Linked DNA regions of Pan troglodytes: region 2 is linked to region 1. The links are chromatin contacts, called in public HiChIP or PLAC-seq maps. All regions are on one chromosome and are shown on one strand. The core of a region is the stretch at or near the end of the contact, and the rest is flanking DNA. Distances in the headings are between cores, read along the strand shown.

The links. HiChIP or PLAC-seq counts read pairs in DNA pulled down with a chosen protein or histone mark.
Region 2: a contact with region 1 is called in an H3K4me3 HiChIP or PLAC-seq map of stem cell-derived excitatory neurons, with 5 times the contacts expected there. The contact joins the promoter of GEMIN8 here to the promoter of TRAPPC2 in region 1. A contact is called at or near these places in 1 of 7 Hi-C or Micro-C datasets (stem cell-derived neural progenitor cells) and 1 of 1 datasets of contacts at active chromatin or transcription factors (stem cell-derived excitatory neurons).

The regions. Positions count from the first base shown.
Region 1 is chrX:14,308,359-14,314,062 of NHGRI_mPanTro3-v2.0_pri, forward strand. TRAPPC2 (trafficking protein particle complex subunit 2) reads right to left here and starts at 2,726. Exons shown (of 4, transcript XM_063804790.1): 1 at 2,619-2,726. OFD1 (OFD1 centriole and centriolar satellite protein) reads left to right here. Exons shown (of 25, transcript XR_008541921.2): 3 at 3,342-3,440; 4 at 4,572-4,772.
Region 2 is chrX:14,601,875-14,608,046 of NHGRI_mPanTro3-v2.0_pri, forward strand. It overlaps GEMIN8 (gem nuclear organelle associated protein 8), which reads right to left and starts at 4,586. Exons shown (of 10, transcript XR_010154858.1): 1 at 4,369-4,586.

The DNA.
Region 1 (5,704 bases), core at 1,476-3,975:
AGGAGAGTAAGGTGAAATTAACAAGATAGAAGTTAAGAGGATAAGAAAGCAAGCCCTGTACTTGGGCTTAAAAATCAACTGTACAAAAGGACAAGGGAAACCTAGATTAAGAACAGTTCATCTACATCAACCCAAAAGTTCTGCAAGCTCGGTAAGAGGCAAAAGTCTGATAGGTTTGTCAAAAAAGCTAATCAATTCTAGGTGGCATTAAGAGCAAGGTCAGGGAGAATGCTGATGTCCTCTTCAATAATATTATCATCTTTGGGGAAGGTACTCAGTTCTGGGAATCATATTGTAAAAGGATCAATAACTCTGTGTGTTACAGGGGAAGGGAGGGCAGGATCTAGGCTAGGAAATGCTCTGGAAACCAGACAAGAGCAACTGAAGTAACAGAGGATGTTTAAACGGAGTAGGGGAGACCTTTTTGGGGTGGAAAGGGAGTGGGGTACAGCACAGTACTATCTTTAAATACGATAAGCTATCTAATGAAAAAGGGACTTGGCTAGGGATGGCAAATGAGTTTCCTTTCATAAGCGAATTCTAATCAACTGGTAGTGACTGCCAGGAACTGGCGCTGAGAAAGATTCTGAGACTAAATGTGGTCACCAGGAAAGAATGCTGTGATCAATTATCCATGTCTGCTATGAATTTGGGGAAGTGCAGTACCTACAGGAGGGCCAAGTATTTGCTGACTCTGGACTACACAGACTTATTCCAAACCGTTCCATAGGCCAAGCCCAGGGCTGCTCATTTGAAGTCACTGGGAAACTAGAAACTAAGGGGTGGGTGGAACACCAACAGTGCCAGAGTGGGAGGATGCTCAGTGAACTTGGAAGTCTCTTCTCTTAAGTTGTAGACAAATGCAAGATAAAACTCATGGACTCCAGTTCCAAAGACATCCATTTTTGTAGCATGCCTCTTTACAACCTCTATAGAAGAGCTTCTAGAAAAACTGCCCTGTGCTCGCGAGAGCAGTGATTTCAGTTGTTCCATAAACCTGGGGTCATGAGACTAAACTGGTATGGCATGGGACATGTCTATTACAATGAGGAGGGGCAGTAGGAATACTACTGATAGGTCTTTAATGTGACATTTTTCTATTAATATTATAAGCAATTCTCCCTCCCCTAGAAGTTATGCTAGTTTTTGGAGAACATTTTATCTAATTATATTCATGTATTCAACTGTGGGACCAAAGGTGGAGGTGGGAGTAAGGGGGTCTTCAGGAACATTTTTTTTTTTTAAACAGTGGACAAGTGATTCTACTTAACAACATTTACAACATATCAACATCTTTTTAGAACACTGTTTTCATCATTCCACTCAAAAGCCTTTGATGCATCTCAGCTACAGGATCATGTACTAGTATTCAAGATTCCCACATTGCTCCACGTGTCTTTTCTCAGCCCTATTGTTCCACCTCTGCTAGCGTTGACTCGTTTACTTATTTTTTCTCCCAAATTCACTTTGACTGTATCGAGTTCAGAGCTACTATCATTTCTCTCTTCATGCCTGGAATGCTCTCCTTTATTCTGTCTGCAACCACTACCCATCCTTTAAAATCCAACTAAGCCTCTCCTCCTTTTCCATTGTTTCCAACAAAAACTTACAGGTTCTCCACCTCCTATGAAGTCCTGTCACTCTTACTGCCTCTTAAATACTTTAAGTTTCTCACAGCCAGAGATCAAAACTCATCGTACTCATCTTCAATGCTGTACACAAAGCTGACATCCAATTCTGTCCTCACAGGACTTAGATACCATATAAGGCTTATATTCCCAGCACACAACTCTGGAGTCAGGCTAGATTCCTCACTGCTCCCAAGAAGGTCGTGGCTTTTTTTTTTCTTTTTCTTTTAATGATTCCTTTGCTCATTTTTCCCCTTCCTGTGATGTTCTCCTTTTTGCTCACCACCCGAATCCTACCCATCGAGGCCCCGATAAAGACACACTTTTTCCACAGAGATGATCTGGATCACTTCCATCTTCAACCACCTCCCCTTTAAACTCTTTATCCAGTCTACAATGTATCTTAGTTCTTGTTCAATTCTCTGGCTGTAACATTTTCATTATCGCTTCTGAGAGGTTTGGTTCCTTTCCTTTCTAATTACATTTAAGCATCATGAGGACTGGCTCACCTTTACCTCACAGCACACAATGGTTGGTACTCTAAAACGTTTAGCTCTGTGGATCTCAACCCGGAGCGATCTTGCTTCCAAGAGGACATCTGGCAATATCTGGAGACATCTTTGGTTGTCACACTTGGGGGAGAAGGTGATACTGACAAAATAGAGAGCAAGGATACAGCTAAACCTACAATGCACAGGACAGCCTCCCAAAACAAAGAATCTTCCGGCTCCAAAAGGCAACAGTGCAGCCGTTAAGAAACCCTGGGTTAGCTGAATGACCCAGTGAACCGCGAAACCACAGCCCCCGAGAGGGCGGACGTCTGCAGGTGGAACGGCTGCGCGGATGAGCCAGCGGAGGGCTGGCAGGTCCGGCCCGGCCACCCCGGGGAGGGGTGGAGGTACAGGACCAACATCCGCGTCACGCAGGGGCTACGAAGTCCTCCAGGGACTCAAAACACCCGCCCCCCGCCTCACTTGCTCCATTCCCTACCTGCAGTGGGAGGCCGACAACGGAAACGCAATGTCAGTTTCCGCGGAAGAGACCCGCGCCCCGAACCTGTAGCCAGAACGCCGAAGCAGTTCTCGCGATACCCTGGGATGTGCTCTCGCGATACGTAGGTGGAGCTTCCGGCCGGTGCTGGGCAACCAAGCTCATGCGCCGTAGCTCTTCAGCTCGGGAAGGCTATATTTAGCAGGTTTCCGGAAGTTGCAGGACTGGCTGTGAGGCGGTCCTGCCTCGCTGCCTTCAGTCCCTAGTGTCTGGGTCCCCGCCCTCCAGCCGCCTTTGAGTCGTGCCTGGGTCCTCGCCCTTGCCTCAGAACCGCGAAGAAAGGAAGCTCGCGTGTTTGCTAGGAAACCTAGTTGGGAGTGCGAGGCAGAGAACGTTCAGCACCTTTGTTCCTCCCGAACCCTCGGGACAGAGGCAGGGTTCTGAGGGCAGGGATTCCCCCTCGTCTTGGCCCCACCGCCCGGGCTGGGCACTAAACTCGGGCCGCGGCGGGGCGAGCGAGGCGGGCTCCGGAGGGAGCTGACGCCTGATGATGGCGCAGGTAGACACACCTGCCCCTTCTCGGGCGGAAATAAAGTCTTGTTTTGTGTTCGTTAAACTTTCGCCGCTAGGCCTCTTATGGCTTCCCCGGAGGCCACTGGTCTGTTTTCAGACGTTCACGTTCCCTCTGCCCCGCAGGTAACCTATAACCATTTTGTCTTTTAGTCCAACATGTTCACCGTGGCTGATGTGTTGAGTCAAGATGAACTGCGCAAAAAGCTATACCAGACGTTTAAGGATCGGGGTATACTGGATACACTCAAGGTATCGGATTTAGGCGTATCTGTGTCAACTTTTACAAGTGTAACCTGTAACAGGTAGTTCAAATTCAATCAAGGTTTAGGTTTTAATAATCGTATGATACATAGATTGTATTGGTGAATTACATTTTTATATTCCCGAATAACTCTGTATCCTGAAACATTACAGTCTCTTGAAAATGTTTGAGAAAATGTTGAGTTTGAGTCGTCTTAAAGGAGCATATTCAAATAATTAATTGAACTGACAATAAGATAGGAGAAGGAAATATTTATATAATGAACACAGTAAGATTAGGCTTGTTTTATAAATATGGCTTATAGGTTCCTAAATTAATAAGTGGGTTTGTAATACATTTGGATGAAGGACATTGACACCATATAGAAAATACTAGTGTACTTCTTAATAATAGTTTGGGAAATGAAAAATTTCATCTTTAAACTATATTGAAATGTATGAATGTTTAGTTTGGGCAGAAAATACCTATTAGTATGCTTTATATTTGGATTAACAGCCCGGAGTAGGATTAGCTCAACGTGTTTTCATTGAAATATGCATTTCAAAAGCATATTTTACGTTTAAAATATGTAGCTATATCCTGTGTATGTATCCTTTTTTAATTTAAATTATATGGTGAGCATTTCCCTGTTTCCTTAAAAGTTTTTTGAAATCTTCATTTTCAGTGGCAACAGGCTTATCTTTGGATATTTTTGTAATGTATATAGCAGTCCCCTGTTGTTGAATATTTTGGTTATATTCTCCAACAGTCCACAGAGGTGTGATGAAGTGGCAGAATTTTTTCCTATACTTAATATCCCAATCGTAAGCTGCTGAAATGGGCTTCTAGGGAAGTGAAGTTATGAGTCTGCAAGCGGATCTGGCTAACCACCCGTTTCATTTGGAAGCTGGGGAAAGAAAGCTTTTTCTAGAACCCACTGGACTGCTTGTCTCACGGGGTAAGACAAAGTGTGCAGGGGAAGGTTTCTAACTTCTGGCCATGGATCTAGAACCATTATGGAAATAGAAGGAAGGTTTCCAATGAATGTAGCTCATCTGTGTATATATCTAATGAAACAATCCTGCTGAAATTTCTTTCCCTTGTGTTTCTTTTTTATTTTTGTTTTTATTTTATGCTAGACACAACTTCGAAACCAGCTAATTCATGAGTTGATGCACCCTGTATTGAGTGGAGAACTGCAGCCTCGGTCCATTTCAGTAGAAGGGAGCTCCCTCTTAATAGGCGCCTCTAACTCTTTAGTGGCAGATCACTTACAAAGATGTGGCTATGAATATTCACTTTCTGTTTTCTTTCCAGAAAGTGGTTTGGCAAAAGAAAAGGTAAAGTCTTTCCTTTTCTGTTTCTGAAGTTTTTATTAACAGGTTCTTCCTCTGCTGACAGTAAAGTGCTGTATGATAGCTAAGTGCTCCTCGACTAGGTCCATTTCTATTTCCTCTTTGAATTCACATTGTACCTGCACATAATATATTTGTTATATAACAAGTGGGTACTAAATTTGAAATTAATTTCTTGGCATCTCATTTAGTCTCACGTAAAACAGTGATGTATAGAATCTCTAAATGTTTCAGACCTATAATTGATCTATCTATCCTCTATCTTGTCTAATAAGACTCTGCCAATCTGCTGAATGTCTGCTGTAAGCTTGGCACTGTGATAGGCACACTGCAGATGTTTTGTGTGTTACGGATGAGGAACCAGACTCTGGAGAGGTGAATCAATTTGCCCAACATCAAGTAACTTTTAAGTGACAATGCAGGGTGGTAAATCTAGATCTCTAACATGAGCTCTTTTTTTCCTGCACTAGTTTCTTCAGATGTTTCTCTTCTTTGTAATTAGATAAGTGAGAAATACGTAATTTAAAAAATCTGTAAAGTTCTCAAATATTAAAAACACTTGTTTTTTTTTTTTTTACTACTTTTCTAATTATTTTAACTATATTTCTTCACCATTACTGTTGAACATTAGTACTACTTTATTATTTTAAAGGCAGATACAGCAGACTTTCCCTGTGGATATGTGCGTGTTTTTTTTTTTTAATAGACTTCATTTTTTCAGAGCAGTTTTGGGTTCACAGCAAAGTTAAGTGGGAAGTACAGAGAATTCCCATATACCTGCTGCCCCTACACACTCATAGCCTCCCCCACTGTCAACATCTTGCATCAAGGTGGTACATTTGCTACAATCTATAAGCCTACCCTGACATGTCATTATCACCCAGAGGCCATAGTTTACAGTGAAGGTTGCAGTGAGC
Region 2 (6,172 bases), core at 3,336-5,835, 300 kb after region 1:
TGCCCACCCCTGTTTCATGTTAACACATTTTGAAGTTGTATAGATTCTCTCTGAATATACTGAGCATCCTGATTGTTCCTCAGTTTCCACTTGGGAATCAGTAGACGAACTTCACGATTCTCACACGTTTCATAAATGATTAGGTTTGGAGAAAGACTAGTGGAGGCAAGAAAACTGACTATGACCAATAGCAATCATGTTGACCGGTTGCTAATATGTGGGACAAAAAAACACTCTCCATGACTAAATAAGGAAATTGGATCTTTTCTTAAATATCCACATAAACATTTAAAGACTTAACTAAAAATAACAATAAAAATTCTGCAAAACCATATCAATCAGCAGGGCTTAGAAAGCAAACAGGACAGAGCTCTGAATCTCTATTCCCTGGAAAGAATATATATTCTTTCCTGCTAAGCAATCAGTTAGTCAGTTAATATCAGTTAGCTCCCAAGGGAAGAAGAGGTCCTCTTCTAGAGATGGGTCCGATTAGCTTTTTTAAGCTGGTTATTTTCTTCACGCATGGAGAACTTAAGGAGCTAATAAGAATGCCTGGGTTTCTGAAAAGCCAACATCTAAATAATTATAGACATTACAGCAACACCTTCAGAGACTACTACCTCTCAAAGAAAAGAGAGCTGATGGTTGCTGCAGATTTAGATGCCCTTTGGTCTTTAATGGTCTTTAATTCGATCTTTCATTCCTCACTTCCCTGGGAATGTCTCCCACTCTTTTATGGCACAAGCCTTCAGGGACTGAACAGTAACTTTTCTCCAATGGGCTGGTGGAGCTGAAAGAAAAGAGATTGGCAATGTCAGGGAAGGCCGGGATCCGCAGCTCTACAAACCCGGCAGCCCTCTCCAGTGAGCACAATGGCATAATGGCCACCACCCAGCTGAGCCCAGGCGAGTACAGAGACCATTCATTGTCTGTCCTCAACCACCAAAGAAGGAAGGAAAAAAACAGGGTTGAGGTCATTCACTAAACACTGACGAGGCCTACAGGCAAGGCAGAGACTGAGTCTTGAATGATATATTTTTCCATATAGCCTCTCTTAAAAAACGGATTTACACTTCAGTACATCTGCTCATCCTGCAGGATCTATTTTTAATGCATAAATATACATAAAGAACAATAGATAAGAGCTTTGTAGTTTTCAATGGATAAAAGCTGACTATTTCCATCAAGTTACCAAAAAATTTCACAAATAAGTGGCTTTGTTGACAGGTAGTGCCATCAAATATATTCTTTTAATTACATATTTATGTTCTTATAAATATAGAATATAGGACAAATCGTAGCAACCAAAAAAGTAAAATAAAAACACAAATTCCCCTAAAAACTAGAATGTATACTTGAACTAGATTTTCCTATCTTCCTTTTCTACTAGAATTCTAAAAATACATGAAAATTCACCTGCTTTGATCTTTGCACAGAAACACATTAAAAGCCAATCATTAAATAAGTTACTCTGGCTAAAGCCCTGAAACTCAAACCTTCCCTACAAAGCTCCAGTGATTTGGTTCTCTGAACCAACCAGGTAATTTGGAGGATTTAGTTAGGTCTTCAGTACACACTGTTTCAAGGAGATCTGCTGGACACTGCAGCAAAATAAGTGAAGGTATGGTGAGAAATCTGAGTGAGATAGATTGAGTCATATGCGGTTCCAAGGAATCTCTCTGTACATGCAATAATAACCCTATCACAGAAGATGTCTTCCAATAATACACACAACAGTAAGAACTTCCTCACTAAGACAAAGAATATAATAGGGTTTTGTTGAGGGCTGGGCTTCCTGCCCCACCTACTTGGGCAGCCCTGCCCCACCTACTTGGGCAGCCCTGCCCCCATCCCTGGCTGGTTGCTGAGGCTGGCAAGCTCATCTGGCTTGATGCCCTCATGGCCTCCCTCCTGTGTCTTTGCATGGTCTCTGCTTAGTGATTTGGACATCAAAGATGGCTCAAGTCCAAATGGCCTTCTTCCACCTGCAGACATCCAAGCTCCATCTTGGGCAGGACACAGGCCTATTCAAGTGCACATGCCACTGTGTTCAGAAAGCCTGCACCTCCCCGTCTATAATAGCTACAGTTAAAACTGATAGGCAAGGGAGCCAAAAAACTGAGTTTTATTTTCTTTTCATTCCCTCAATCCCCAACCCCAATTTACCCTCTTCTGGATGTTGTAATAAGTACTGTCACAAAGAAGGCATAGCATGGGGAAGGAGTAAGACTGAAAGGATGCAGTTAACAATTCTTTTTTTCATACAAATGACATTCCACCCACAGAAGGGCATTGTTTAATTTGTCAGCAAGTGTGATGAATTTGTGAATGGATTTATTTGCAAGTTCTCTGAATCCCCTTGTGACTAATATCAGAATCAAAAGTGAAATATGAGGCCAGGAACAAAGTTACCCTCTGACTCAGGAACACAACAAGCAATGGGACGACTGAGAATGACATAATGATAACATAGTTCAAAAGAGGAAACAGATAAGTTTGTTTCACAGCAAGCATGTCCTTCATAAGCAAAACCTAGTGTGACTATAAGGTAATAAGGGTTGAATAGGCAGGTTCTGCAAATTAAGAGCATAACAGCAAAAACCATGGCTAGTTTAAAGTAGTTAAGATCGCTTGTACATTTCAGGCGTCTTATTTCAGATTTACTTTTTTCTATAAACATATTCATGGTAATTCCATGTTAATCTCTCTTTTCTGAATTTATAGGCACTCACTATGCCTCATTTACTTGGGCACTTACTCAGTTACCTGTAGGCATGGATTCTACAATCTACTCCTTTTAAGTTTCCTATTTTCCTTCCAGCATAAAAATAATAGCTAATATTTCATGCTCTTAGATGCTGCTGAAATTGTTGAGCTTGTCTGTTGTTTCCTGATAACGTTGTCTCCTCCTGCATCTACTCCCCAAAATCTCTGAGGACCTAGTAACTCAAAAAACTGACTATAAAGCACCAAATCTTTTCAGGAAGCAAATATTTAAATACATTATGTTTTCAAAGATCTTTTCAATTCATCTGATATTTGATCAAGTACATTCTTTTTTCACGTGTCCAGCTGTTCCGTGGCTGAATTTCCTCTTGTAGAGAAGTTGTTCAAAAAAAGTTCTGTACCTACTTTGCAAACTCTCCAATTTACACTCTAGCCTTAACTGTTCAAAACTTTCCCCCGTCATTCTCATCTCACCCTATCCTTTAAAAAAAAACCCAAAATGATTAATCACCATCTATAGAACAGTTTCAGAATGAACATTTCTCTCTGGAACTTTAGTTTGTATACTTCCCCAGCACAGCAATGAACACACAGAGGGGATTTATACACCTGTGAACTTGCTTTCAGTTATGCTTATTCCAAGTTACTAACCAGCAGTCTTTAAAAATATATGGTTTCTGTTCATATTGAAATTACAAAGAGACTGTTATTCCGATAAATTATGCTAGCAAAAATAGTATTTTTAAAGGGTAGCTCTCATCCCACAATTCATGGGGGCTGTGAGCATAAATAATCCTAGAAGTGTTGCGTTACTAATCTTTAGTCTAGATTTTTTAAGTAATATTGTTCTGATTTGAGATGAAAAACAGCTGAATACACAGGCTAGCCTGTCAAACGAGTTTAAAAACATCATTCCTGAAAAAAATAAAATTGTTCAGAACCATCTGATCTGTACTAAGGAAACATCAAGATTTCAGAGCTAAAATGCACTTCGTTGGCCACTGGTTCAACTACAGCTCATTACTGATAAGTGGGCAGAGACACAAGGCCCATAAACTGTAGGCGCCAGATGTCTCAAGATAACTCCCACCAAAAGCTGACCTCCTGCAGAGGCTAAAGTGCAAGAGAAAAGAAAGAAACCCGAATTTTTGAGCAGAGAGGGCAATATCCTAGACATCCTTCAAGTATGTGGCTGTCCTGGGCGATCTTCTATTCAGATACTGGACTGGACGGGCAAAATCCGAATTCACCTATAGACCTTAACACGGTGGTTCTCGGCACCCCAGAATCACCTGGGCAGCTTTAAAAACTACCGATGCCAGGGCCCCACTATTAGAGATTCTGATTTCATTGGTCCGGGATGGGGGCCCGGGGATCAGAATTCTTAAAGAGTCGTCCAGTGATTCGGAAGCACTGCAGAGCTGAGAGCCTCTGGGACTGGTCCCCTCTCACAATTAACCTGCAATGATTTAAGAATCTCATGGGCCTCCGGCCCCACCTTTTGTCGCGGGATTAAGATAATTATGAGAGCAATGTGACGTCCAAGACCTCGGCTCTCTGCGCATCAGAAGAAGCCAGGGCCCGGGGCGTCTAAGCTCCTCCCTCCCTCCCCAAAGGAAACCCAGCCGTCCCCGAAGTCACCTCGTGGGCGCGCAGCTTGCGGATCCTGGGCGTTGGCCGCGCAGGGGCCTAGTTTTCCTTGGAGAGACAGAGGGGGAGTGGGGAACGCGAGGGGGGCGGCTGTTGCCGGGGCGACTGGAAGCGCGCTTCCGGTGCGGAACACGTGGCGTGGCGCGGCGCGCCGGAAGTCCTCCCCTGTGTCGCGGACGTCACGTTCGCACCGCAGGCGGTGCAGTGCTGGAGGCCGGAAGCTGCCTGCTAATCGGCTACCCCGAGTGGAGCGCCGGGGCGGCAGGCGTGGGATGGCTGCGGGTGGCGGGGCCGGCGGAGAGGGAGCTGCACCGGGCGGGGCACTGGGACTGTGGCGGGCACCCGCGCCGGGGGTCGGACGGTGCTTCTGCACCGGCGAGATAAGGGTCGCTTCTGCACCGCCCGGGTTTCCAGCCTTTAACTTTTTGTCCTTTCCTCAGCTTTCTTCGTTTTCCTTCCCTTGTCTTTACTTAGCCTTTTCTTTCTTCCTTTCTGTTTTCTTTCTTAACTAAAACAGTTTTAGTTTCTTAATTTGTCCCAGCGTAAAACACCCAGTCTTTGAAAATAGATTAACCCAGATCTCAGTTTGAGTGCGAGTCCAGTGCTAAGTTTGTAACTTCCCCAAGCCTCGTGTGTCTCATCTATAAGATATGCATAACCTAATGCAGAGTGCCTGACGCATTGCAGCAGACAAAACATTAGTACTAATATGTTTGTAATTATAACCATCACAGCAATACCTGCCCTGTTAACATCACAAGAGTCATTAACAAGAACCAAGCATAAACAATTAGAAGTCTTACGTGACATATCATTTCTGGGGCAATTACCATATTTAATACTTTCTGGGAATTTATTCCAAGGAAAAACAGGTACGAACCAGATAGATGTTTATTACAGAATTATTTTAAAAAGTGAAAATTGGAAAAGACCTAAATGCCCAACAAGGAAATGGCTAAGTCAATTGGGTGGTATTAATGACGTGACATTACTGTATTATTCCTGGACTACAGAAGAATTAAAATGGTATAGAAGAATATTAACTTTAACAAATATTTACTGGATGCCGGCTATGTGCCAAGTATTCTATGTTAGCGCTGTCCATTGTAACCACTACATGTGGCCCTGAGAACCTGAATTGTAGTAGTCTGAACTGAGATATACTGTAAGGGTAAATTACACTCTAGATTTTGAAGAAGAATGAGAAAATGTAAAATATCTCAATTTCTTTATAGTGATAACATCTTAGAGAAGGACTATTGAGGTTAAAGACTAAAATTATCTTTTTACTTTATTAGTGTGGCTACTAGAACATTTAAAATTATATATGTGGCATGCATTGCATTTCTATTGTACCGTGGTATTCTATTTACCGGATACACAGTAGTAAACAATACAGTTTTGGGGCTCATAAAATTAAATCTTTTGTGTAGAACATAAACAATAAGCAGATAAATAGAATTGTATGTTGTGGTGAGTTATATGAAGACAGTATAGCAGGGTAAGGGCCAGAAAGTATGTGTATATAGAGGGGGATTATTTTAGAAAAGATTATTCCTCCACCTCAGAAAATGGATGTGGGAGGAAATGAGATATCTATGGATAGAAGCAGGAGATGGTAGGAGGGTGAAGTCTTGTGGGAAAAGTCAGGTGTGGATTGAGACAGATAAGTCAGATGGGGCCTGGTGCAATCTCTACCTCAAGGAAGAAGCCAGCATCTAGAGAGGCAGGAAAGAAAGATGGAGAGGGGTAAGATAGGGAGAAAGAGCTCAGGGGGTTCCTGGGAAAGGCAGAA